Linked DNA regions of Mus musculus: regions 2, 3 and 4 are each linked to region 1. A link is a contact called in public promoter capture Hi-C data. All regions are on one chromosome and are shown on one strand. Each heading gives the region's core, a stretch centred on a gene start, on an enhancer-like site or on the middle of the called end of the contact. The rest is flanking DNA. Distances are from core to core; before and after follow the strand shown.

Evidence for each region. Promoter capture Hi-C pulls out the DNA fragments that hold promoters and counts their contacts. Capture Hi-C pulls out chosen DNA fragments and counts their contacts.
Region 2: a promoter capture Hi-C map of pancreatic islet shows a contact between it and region 1, with 31 times the contacts expected there. The contact joins the promoter of Large2 here to the promoter of Cd82 in region 1. A contact is called at or near these places in 3 of 39 promoter capture datasets (the 3T3-L1 cell line, liver and pre-B cells) and 1 of 9 other capture datasets (pancreatic islet).
Region 3: a contact with region 1 is called in a promoter capture Hi-C map of erythroid cells, with 5 times the contacts expected there. The contact joins the promoter of Cry2 here to the promoter of Cd82 in region 1. A contact is called at or near these places in 9 of 39 promoter capture datasets (the 3T3-L1 cell line, the C10 cell line, erythroid cells and 4 more), 1 of 484 Hi-C or Micro-C datasets (liver), 2 of 115 datasets of contacts at active chromatin or transcription factors (bone marrow-derived dendritic cells and pancreatic cancer cells) and 1 of 9 other capture datasets (adipose tissue).
Region 4: a contact with region 1 is called in a promoter capture Hi-C map of pre-B cells, with 7 times the contacts expected there. The contact joins the promoter of Phf21a here to the promoter of Cd82 in region 1.

The regions. Positions count from the first base shown.
Region 1 is chr2:93,461,180-93,463,879 of GRCm38.p6, forward strand. It overlaps Cd82 (CD82 antigen), which reads right to left and starts at 1,323. Exons shown (of 10, transcript NM_007656.5): 1 at 1,151-1,323. All of the region lies in intron 2 of Gm10804 (predicted gene 10804), which reads left to right.
Region 2 is chr2:92,369,697-92,372,396 of GRCm38.p6, forward strand. It overlaps Large2 (LARGE xylosyl- and glucuronyltransferase 2), which reads right to left and starts at 1,361. Exons shown (of 15, transcript NM_172670.3): 1 at 1,285-1,361; 2 at 1,043-1,197; 3 at 870-967; 4 at 481-563; 5 at 164-287. The coding sequence starts at 1,142.
Region 3 is chr2:92,432,641-92,435,340 of GRCm38.p6, forward strand. Cry2 (cryptochrome 2 (photolyase-like)) reads right to left here and starts at 1,429. Exons shown (of 12, transcript NM_009963.4): 1 at 1,172-1,429. The coding sequence starts at 1,383.
Region 4 is chr2:92,182,753-92,185,452 of GRCm38.p6, forward strand. It overlaps Phf21a (PHD finger protein 21A), which reads left to right and starts at 1,430. Exons shown (of 19, transcript NM_001362829.1): 1 at 1,430-1,600.

The DNA.
Region 1 (2,700 bases), core at 73-2,572:
TACCCATCATCTCCAAGCTATGTTAGGGACTCAGGCCCTCCTTTGTCTAGGTAACACATTTCCTGACCCACAAAAGAACAAGATGACGTTGATGGCTGGTGTCAGTTTCTGACTCTGATGAGGTCAGGGATGGGACAGCTGCAGTTACCCACAAGCCTTCCAAACCAAGCCAAACCCCAAAGATGGGTTCATTTCCCAGAAGGAAGACAGCACACCACCTGCTCACTGACATCTCAGGAGCTTTGAAGTGAGGCTTCTGGGCACCCAATGGCCTGTCAGGCATGGTACACATAGTTTCACTTAATTCTTGCTACTACTGTTTGGCCATTGCTCCCCAAGTTACAGATGAGGAAACTAAGGTTTGGAGGGGAGTGGAATCCAATTAGGCTGAATCCCAAAGCCTAAATCCTTGGCACAGCCAGGACCCAGGACACACCCCACCATCAGAAGTGGAGCCCCTTCTGCACAAATACCTAATCCCTGGCACAGCAAGGAGCTCTCTTGGGTTTGGCTAGATTCTGAGCAGGTTTGGAAGGGTTTCCCCTTCTTCTCCCTATGCACCCCAAGAGAGAGTTTCTTCTGCTGCTATCCCTCCAGGCTCCTCTTCCAAACCAGCTCACCTGGAAAAGTTTGGCTAGGTTTCCACTCTTAAGTCCACCCAGTTCAGTGGTGCGCTCAGAACGTGGAAGGAGGAAAAGAACGGAAACTGCCTTGCTTTGGATTTGGAGTTCCTTCCAATAACCCAGGGCAACTTAAATCGTTTCTCTCAGTGACATTTTGCGGAAGTCGCTGAGGTCTAGCTACGCAATCTGAAAGCGAGTGTACTCACACACCACTGTGACTGTCACCTGTTAGCCCTCACATTCCGCTCGGAAGCTCATCTCAATCAACTTCCTCCTTCTGGAACCGGAGGAGATCTGGACTAGGGGCAGGGACAGGCCCGGGGCCACAGGGCTGGTGTGTGGGGCAGCCAGAACTAGGGAGTTCGGGACTCGGAGGTGAACGACCCTTCTCAGCTACTAAGTGCTCCAGCCTGTTACCTGTTGCCAAGCGGGCCCCACGGGCTTGGCGGAATGGGTCCTGCTAGGAAATCCGGACAAAGCTAAGTTTGCTTCCGATTATCCTGTCCCCTCCCCCAGGCTTCTCTTACCTGGTGCCTGGGTTCTGGCTACGCGCTTTAAGTCCCGCGTCTTCAGCTGGCGCCCCAACCCGAGTCTGACTGCGCAGCTTGGCTCTGTCCCTCCGTTTTCCCCCGCCACCCCCTCCCGAAGTCAGTCCAGAAGCTCAACGGCCTTGTCAGGCCACGCCACGCCCCCCAAGACCACGCCCTTGACACGCCCCCTATACAGTTCCCCTCTGGGCCCTGCGGGAGGTAGCACCAGGCTCCGCCCACCACAGCCTCCCGGTTCAATCAAACGGCCACACCCCTTAGCACAACACTGAGCTGGCTACCCTTTGCCAACCCTCCAGCTCTGCCCAGCCCTGCAGCCTGGTTCCAGCTCCAGATTAGAGGCGAGGCCACGTACGCGCCTTGCTCCGCCTGCTTTGGGCCTCCAGGGGATAAGGCCGACCTGGGACCCCAAGTCTGCCGCTCCAGTCTCTTCCAGCCTTGCGGAGTCTCACCCCCTATGGTCTCCCCCATCCTTCCCACTTCCCAACTATGCCGCTGGCGGTCCTCTGAAGCCCTCCTGTTCACCCCTTTGAGTCCATCACTTTCCCCAGGGGCTCACCCTTAGGCCTCCAACTGGGAGGCAACTCCCCGGCTCCGCCCTTCCCGGGGGATTCTCTGCTCCGCCCCGAGCCTGTTCCCCTTAGCAACCTGGCTCAGGGCTATAAGCCTGGGGCCCCGACGCTGGCATTCTAGGACGGGCGTATCCTGGTGCAACCCGGGAATGGCGTGGGAGCGTTCGCGTTCCAAGACCAGGTCTCCGTGTGGAGGCGGCTGGAGCCAAGCACTTTCTGAAAATACTAACAGCTACCAGTGGTTGAACTTTTGCTCAAAGACAGGATGAAAGCCAACAGCTGTTAAAACTCTGCTCTTCAGTCCCTACCACTCCTGGGCTACTTTATTTGTACCCATTTTATTATTTGCACCCATTTTACAGATGCACAGCCCAAGCTTTAGAGAGGGGAAGTCGTGGGCTAGAGTCTAACAGCAGAGTCGTTCGTGAACCATTCCAACGTCTCGAATCATACTTAATACTTGTCCTAGCTTTTCTGGATTTTGGTCCTTGAAGAAGTGGCCCAGGCCAGCCAGCTGTGGTACAGCAGGCTGGTGAAGGGGTGGCAGGAGAGGGCAGAGGGCCTGAGACCTCCATGGCTGGCTTCTTCTTTGAGAAAGTGGTCTGCCAAAGATCTCCAGATGTCTGACACATCACAATGCACTACAGACCATGGATCTGCCTCAGGCAGGTTACCAGGTTAACAAGCAGGGCCATTAACCTGTGAACTGCTGAAGTTCTTTAGCAACACATCTCACTGGCATAGCAGTACAAGCCTCTGAGGGGAGGGTGTGGATGTGCTTGCTTTACCAGTGGGGCGCTGGATGCAAGGCTGCCCAGTGGTTCTCAAAGCTGTTCTCACCCTAGAAGCCCCATCGCTGCCTGGGAACTTGTTAGGTTCATGTTTGGGGTTTGAGGCACCCAGAAACAACTCGGTGGGAAACTGCGGTGGTTTGCTTTCACAAGGGTCCCAGGTAAT
Region 2 (2,700 bases), core at 111-2,610, 1.1 Mb before region 1:
AAGTGGCACAGCAGGACGTAGCCATCGCCCCCCCCCCCCCAAAGGATGAAAGATTTCAGCTCCAGGAGGTCTAGTAGGACAGAGTTTTTCCTCTCCCACCACCCACTGCTGAAAGGAAGAAGAAGGTGGGCCTAGCTGAGCACGAGCGCAGAGTTCTTCCTGCCTTGAGTTCTTCCGCATCATAGAAGCTGACCACCACCGCTGGCACCATCCATGTTCGGAAGAGTGTCTCCAGGATGTTTCTGGCTACGGCATCAGTTATCAGGTGGAGGTGCAGCGGATTTTTCCTTTTGGGTGGAGAAAGTTAGCCTAACATGGCTGTGCGGGAACAATACAGGATTCTCCCCACGGGAGGAAGCCCTGTCTGCTACAAGGAGCTCTTGGGAATGTTCTGGTGGCCCCCTTCATAAGAAAGGAAACTCAGAACAGTGGGGCTTTGTTACGGGCAGGTTTTTGACCCTCATCCAGGCCTGTCTGTACCTGTAGAATAGCAGGGACTTCGTTAGGGTAATAATCTCTCGGCTGGAGTTGTATCCCGCACACACGATAGCCACATGCAACATCTGGGGAGGGGACACCTAGGTCAGCAGCGGCCCTCAACTTCTACTAGCTAGCTTAGCCATCCTGGTCTAGAACAGTGTAGCCCCACCTGGCATCCGAGCGGAGGTGGGGATGGGGAGAAGGGGTGCCTAGATGCAACGCCTCAATTTCATAAGTGAGGAATTAGAACAGGAGTGGGGGGCGTGCGTTGCAAGCGTCCTCTGGTATCCCAGCTGGGTAGCTACATGTCAGGTGCTGTGGTTCCCACAAATGCCCAGATGGTTGGACTGGCCAGGAACCTCGGGGATGGCAGCACTTGGCACAACTACCTCGCACTTGGGTGGCAGTAGAAGCTGCGGGCTGGAGGCGGAGAGGTTGCGACTCCTGTACGGGTCTTCATCGAGGGTAGCAGTTGTGCCCAGTCCATCTGAAAAGACACGTGGCGTGAGCAGGCAGCGGTCACACAGGGTCCCTTCTTCCCCTGCCCAGCTCCGGCGCTTACAATCCGGGTCCCGGCCGAACAGGAAGAAGCCAACCACTAGCAACAGCAGCAGCAGCAGCACGGCGGCCCCCATTGCCCGGGGGCGACCTCGGGGCAGCATGACTGTGGGACTCAGGGCGGGGCGCGACCCCGGGCTGCGGGCTCCATCACCGACCCTGCGGACCAAGGACCATAGCAAGATGAGCACTGGACCGCGGGGCCCGACGGCTACTCGCCCTGCTGTGCGCAGCAGCTGGCCTCACCTGCTCCAGTGGCTCCGGGAAGGCCCTGTTCCTCCTGCGACCGCCCTGCAGTCAGGTCCCGGTCAGAATCGCGAACTAGCCCCGCCCCCAACCTGGGCTCAGGTTTCACCTTTGCTTAGCTGAGCTGGAAGGGGCGGGGAGACCCCCGGCAGGGCCCCGCCCCTGCACCGCACGGTCTGGGAACCTTCAACCCCTTTTAGGGTGGTTTTGCACCATGGCACGGGGAGGGCTAAAGGCCTTGGGGACGGCTACCCAGGGTGGTCCTGTGCCCACTACCTGCACCCTCCTGGCTCTGGGACTCCATTCCTAAGGGGAGGAACGGATGACTCTCAAAGAATTGGCAAACACACCGCGGAAGTTTAGGAAGCTGAGGGTAGTGGGGATGGGATAGGAATGTCCGGCCCAGAGGTTAGGGACACCTGCTCAGTTCGACGACAGGAGGCTGGGCCTGCTGGGGCCACCTGTAGCCTGCAGGCGTCCTCCCTGGCCCTTAGCCCTACCCAGAAGCAGACTGGAAGATGCGGGCACTGTGCCCTTTTGAAGGCCACCTCCCCTCCTGCTGGCCAAGAGCCTCCTTGCCGCTGGGGCAGGGCCAGGCATCCCCCACTCTTGTCTAGAAAGCTGTGATTGTGCCGGGCTCCAAGGCCTGGATTTCTTCCTCCCTTTTCTCTCCACCCTTCAGCGGGCCTCCGGCACGCCTTTTGCCCTGTAGGGGTGCAGGGAGCTCTGGACTGTGAAGGAGACCCGCCACGGTCGGTTCAGCACAGACTGAATGCCAAGCCCTGAGCTAAGTGTTTGCCAAGTCTTTACTCAGGTAATCCTCACATCACCCGAAGGACACAAGATGAGATTGTCCCTGAAGAGTGAAAGGAACCTACCTATAGCCTTTGGCTACTTGCTAGGCAGGCAGCCTTTCACTGCTCCTGTAGGCTCCCAGCTGTGGCGGGTCTTCTACCTCAAGACCTGCCCCTGCCCTTCCTCCTGGAATGTAGTTTTCTCTACATCTCTTACTTATTTTCCCAGGTCCTCAAGGGAAGTTGAAGTTGCCTGTTTGTTCTGGGAGGTAGCCCCCACCTCCCACACCTCCACGCACATTCCAGGCATTCAATGTGTGTATGGAAACTGGGTGAGAACTTGGACCTGCCCTTTAAGGTAAGGGCCTCACCAGCAGCTCAAGCTGGGCCTTTTAGCGGGAAAGTCCAGTTGTATAAAGGGAGGCAGATCCATCAACAGTAGCCTGGGGCTGGCTCCCGTGATCGGAATGCCTTTCTCTGGGAGATGAGGATCAGCCTGTAGGTCTTTAGCGGTTGCTATGGAAACCGAAAGCCGCCTCTTGGACTTTTAGGAATTAAGAGAAAACCCTGGTGTGCAGGGCTTTGAGTCCCGGTGCTCCATTGTCATCCTCAGCCTGCTGTG
Region 3 (2,700 bases), core at 179-2,678, 1.0 Mb before region 1:
TTAGTTGCTCCCTCTGTGTAAATGGGGCAGGAAGGGGCATTTAGTAGGCGTGCTACTAGGAACACTTGCTCTCCTAGCAGGGCAAACCCCTCTTGGAGAGGAAAGAGTGGACGCTGAGAGCCACGGTCTCCTGGGAACTACCTCACTCATCTGTGCAACAAGGCCATAAGCAAACACCTCTCATAACAATGCAAACAAACCAAGCTACTGCAGGGAGGCCTTTAGACAGTGATGGGAACATGGTGTATCAAAACGTCTTGTTTCTGAAGACTGGTTACAGAGAAAATACATCAGATGCCGATTTATTATGTCACAGCATGCTGGGAAAGGGTTCAGCCTCCTGGGAGTTATCACCGAATCTTCATATTGTGTTCTTGTTTTTCCACATCAGCTCCTAAAAGTCTCATCTGTAATGGCCCAGCTCTCCTAAAAAACACTTCATGACAACAGGCGGAAGAGCTGACGGGTGATGCAACCCTCTTTGAATATCTTTCTAGCAACGTTATAACTACACAGGGATCCTCTCAGATGGGTTAGGGGACCTCCTGAGAGATTGCTCATTGGGTAAAGGCACCCGGCTTTCCACCCTGGAACCGTATGGTGAGTGAGAACCTGCAAGTCGTCCTTTTAACTCTATACACTGCCATGCCATGCATGTCCTTTCCCAATCAATGTTTTTTAAAAAAAATGCGTCAAGAACACAAAAGTGCCATTACCCGATGATGCCCTTGGGGTCTTTTTAAAACCGGCTAATGCTAAGCTAGGTTCCCTGATCACCACCACGTTTGTCTGTGAAGAGAGGTTACGCGGGATGGGAAAAGAGGCGTGGGGGAGAGTCAAACAAATCCGAGGCTTAGGGAAGCCCTTGGGGGGGGGGGGTCCACGAGGGGCTACTTCTCTTGAAGAAGCTTTTCTCCGCTCCCACAGCACACCCCTAAAAGCCCAGTCCCCATTCTTCCAGGGACTGGCTGCAGATCCTCCCTCAGGTTGACTTCGCGTTTTTGACGAGAGTCTCGTCAGCATAGAGGGACCTCTGTCCCCCAGGCCTCCCAGGAGTTCAGAGCGGGCCACACTGGGCAAAAACGCTGTGTCAGAGTGGCCGCAGGCTGGAGTTCCTGGGCCCAGGGGAGTCCGCTTGGTGTTGCCACCCCGCAGCATAGGGTCCCCTCACCTCCATCGGTTGATGCCCACAGACGAGGAGGCCGCGAACCACGGGTCGAGGATGTAGACGCAGCGCACACAGCGCGCCCCGCGCACGGCAGCTAGCAGCGCGGGGTTGTCGTGGAGCCGTAGTCCTTTGCGGAACCAGTGCACCGAGGACGCGCCGTCCGCGCCCATCGATTGCGCGGGGACCGTCGCTGCCACCACAGCAGCCGCCGCCATCGCCGCCTGGACTGGGTCTCGGTCTGCCGCTCCGCCCGACCGCCCCGTTGGTCCCGCCCAGCGCCCGCCCAGCGACCTATGATGCAGCCTCTCCCTGGCATGACTCCGCCCCAAGGAGTCTGGATCGCCTCTGTGATTGGGTGAGACCCGGTGGGACCCTCCCTCTGTTCCATTGGTCAGCAGCGTCGGCGCAGGCTCCGCCCCCTCACGTTCCCACCATGTGTGGTCCCGCTTGGTAGCCACCCGCCGGTGACGCAGGACCGCGCTGCGTCCGCCCCGCGTGGGCTGAGTCTGGAGGGACCTCGGATCTCCTACGCATTTCGCGTCCCCGGGAAAGACAGGGGTTGCGGTGACTCCGGCCGGTGGCTGACAGACCTGTTACCGGGCCCTTTCTAACAGTTCATTGTCCTGTTCATATGTGAGGCTGAGCGGTGATTGCCTTACACAAACTGTCCTATTTTCTATTTTCATCTCATCCTGGTAACGTTCATTTCATAAACACGAATAAAACAGATGCTTGTTAGTCTTACTCTGCAGATGAAGTAAGCTTAGGGCGCCCCAGTTTGAATGACTTGCGCAATACCATGAATCCAGTAAGATTCCACTCAGAATCTTCCGATTTCAAAATCCACTTCCTCGCAGAGAATCTTGGTATTTGCATACAGAAAGGCATAAGGATAAAGGAGACGCCCTTTTATGCGGCAGGAGTGGGTTTGGGAGAAAGGACAAAGGTTTCAGAGGACGTGGGTTGAGGCAGTAATTATGCCCTCAAATGAATTCATTTCTTTTACGTTCTGTTTAGCAGACACAGTGCAGTTATTTTGCACAAAACTCTGAACTGGATTCTATGTGGGAATCAGAGATGTGCAGGGCAATATTCTCCTGTCTCCTTTGGGAATCCTTTGATTCTTTGGAGATTCTGGCAGAGTTTGCTGATTGAACAAGTGCAGCAACCGTTGCACTTGGGCTAAGATGGGCTAGTTGGGATGGAGGGCTGGAGCTATCCAGCAGAGAACTGTTCCGATTTGTCCTTGTGTTGATCCTATGGGTAGTCACCTTCCCCATCTTGGGAATGAGCAATGAAAGAATCTAGAATTTAGTCAGCAATTTAATGGCATTAATTGGCACCACTCTCTGACTACAGCGTCATTACGAGCCTCTCATTTCCAGCGCTTTGGACATGCTGTTCTCTCACATCACATGCCCCAGCCCACACCCTCGTGCCTCCTGTTTTCCCTGTGACAGCTGTTATTTTCCAGTTTCCTGGGCCCAACCTGCACAGGGGCTCACCTCATTTGGTGTCTTCCCCCCACCCTC
Region 4 (2,700 bases), core at 180-2,679, 1.3 Mb before region 1:
ACAGTCCTTGGAGGTGGACTAGGCATAAAATACTTTCACTAATAAAATATGACAAACCGCCGGATTATACGTGGCCGATTCCCAGTGATTGCCCTGCTACACAAAGCAGAAAAGTAAATGCCATCATCCCCCTTAGAACAAAAGAACTTAGGAATAAAAAACATGGAGAGGGGGGCAGAAAGCAGCAATAAATAAAGGTGAGCGAAGGACCCCGTCCCCCGCCCCTCCCCGGAGCTAGAGTGGGACTCGGCACGGCTAATAAAGTGGTTCAAGGGTAGTTATTTGCAAAGGGGGCGGGGTGGCCGGGGATTGCATGTTGCATTCGACTTGAGCTTGCATCTTCTCCTGTTGCCTGGACCACTCGCTCCCCCATTGCAGTGCTTCCTCCTCGCTCCTGCCTCCTTTCCACCCCCACCCCTGCAAACTGCTGTTGCACTGGAGGGAGTTGGGGTTGCTCGGGAGCCCCCCAGCAGCTCTCAACGGCGGGAGGGGACCGGGGCTCGGGCCTGGCCGGGGCTGCGACGCGGCGGCGGGCCGGGAGTTTGGCGGCCGCTCGGCCCCAGCGCCGCCGCCGCCGCTGCACCGGAGTTTGGCTGCTGCTGCCCTACTTCACTCTAGTTTAGTTTCACTCACTTTACATCCGGGTTTTTTCCCTAGGCAATGGGTGCCGCAGCACACCCCGTTCCTTAGGCAAAGTGAAATAAATTCGCCGCACCGACACGTCAAGTAGTCCGCCCGCCCGAGCGCCGCCGCGGGCCCCCGCCGCCGCCCCGTGCCCCCGTGGGGGTCCCCGGCGCCTCCCGCGAGCGACGGGCTCGCACGCAGGGGCGCGGGGCGGCCCGGGACCGTCGCGGTCCAGCTCCGCCCGGCCCCCCGCCCGCCCGCCCGCTCTTCCCTCGTCCCCGCTTCCCCAGCTCCAGTCCCTCTCGCCCGGCTCTCGGGAGCGGCGGGGGCGCGCACGGCGGCGGCGGCGGGCCGGCGGGGCCGCGCGGCGGGCTCCCGCGCGGGCGAGTGTGTCTGGGCCTGGGCGGAGGGATCCCCGGGCTGAGGCGGCGGAGGTGCTGCGGCCCGGGGCCGGGTGGTGAATGGGCTGGTGGTGCTCGCTGCTGCTGCTGAGAGGAGGAGGAGGAGGATGAAGAGTTGGGCTTGTTTGTCTCCCACAGTTTCTCTCCTGCTGCTCTGATTCCTCCCTCCCCATTCCGGCCCGGGGCCTGTGTGTGTCTCTCCTGGAGGAGGAGGAGGCTCCAGTTCCTCCCCCCCACCCCCTCCTCCCCACCCCCCCTTGCCTGGGGAAGAGGAGGAAAGAAACAGCCCAGAGAGAGAGAGAGAGAGAGAGAGAGAGAAAGAGAGAGAGTGTGAGTGAGTGAGAGAGAGGAGAGGAGGAGGAGGAGGGAGAAGGGAACAACCTACCATCTTAACACACTAATATCTAAAAAGTGCGAGAGGCCCAGAGCAGCAGCAGCAGAAGCAGCAGCGGCAGCTCCAGCCTCTTCCCTCCCTCCCCATGAAGAAGAGTTCCCTCCTCCTCCTCCTCCTGCTTCTCCTGCTCAGAGTTCCTGCCTCCAGCTGCCAGGGGGGACAGCCAGCCAGCAGCAGGAGGGTGCAGTATCCCAGCTTTTTCCATTCTCTCTTTTCCTCACTCTCTCTCTCTCTCTCTCTCTCTCTCTTTTTTTCTTGAGTAGCTCTATTTCTCCTCCCTCCCCCTTCCCCCCCTCCCTCTCTCCCTCTGTCTTGTCTCTGGTGTTTGTCTCTGGGAAGGAGCAGGGGCTGCTTGCTTGGAGTTTGTTGTGGGGGGGAGGTAGGGGGAGGGGAGGGGTGTGTGGGAGGGAGGAGGGAAAGGGGGTGTTCTTGTCAGGACCCCTCAGTCAACTTGAGATTTCAGCAATAACTTCCCCTTCGGGGCGCCCCCCTGCGTGCCCTTTTCCTATTCCTCTCCCCCCCCCCTCCAGGAAAAAAAAAAAGACAATGGGAATACCTCGTCTCCCCCCTTCCTCCCCTCTGCCCTCCACCCCTCCCTAGGATAGATTGGAAGTAAGTTTATGAGCAGCCTCGGGAGCCTGGGCGCTGAGTACAGGGCCAGAGCGGGTGACAGGGGCGGCGCGTCGGGGGTGGCGGCGAGGGGGCGACACAGAGTCCCCGTGGGGGGTCGGGCTGGGGGGCCGCAGGGGCGGGGGGCGCGGGCCGAGGCCGCCCCCCGCGAGTGCCTGCGGCCAGGGGATGGCCGCCTGGGCCCCTTCCCCACCCCCACCCCCTGGGATGCTGTCGGGGGGAAGTTTTTATTATGGTTATTTAATTTTAAAAAATATTTTTTTGGGAAAACCATCTTGTTTGGTGACTGAGAGATCTGGTTTAAAAAAAAAAAAAAAAAGCTGCGGCTGCTGACGCTGCCGGGCCCGAGTGTGTGTGAGTGAGTGTGTGTTGGTGCATTTGTCTTGGGTGGCCGGAGCAGCGTTGGGGAAATTCCGCTTATTCTTCTTCTTCTGCAACTTGTTATTCCGAGGAGTCCGCCTGCACCCCTCACCCTGGGGCGGCCCTCCCGCCGTCGCCGCCGGCCGGCCGCCCCGGGACCCCGCGCGGGCCGGGGACTCGCAGGCCCCTCAGAGAGGGGCCGCGGCCGCCCCTCCCCCCCGGGCCGCGGGGGGAGGGGCGCGCGGAGTGGGACTCTTTCCGTTTGGTCCAGCCCCGCGGTGCACGCAGTTC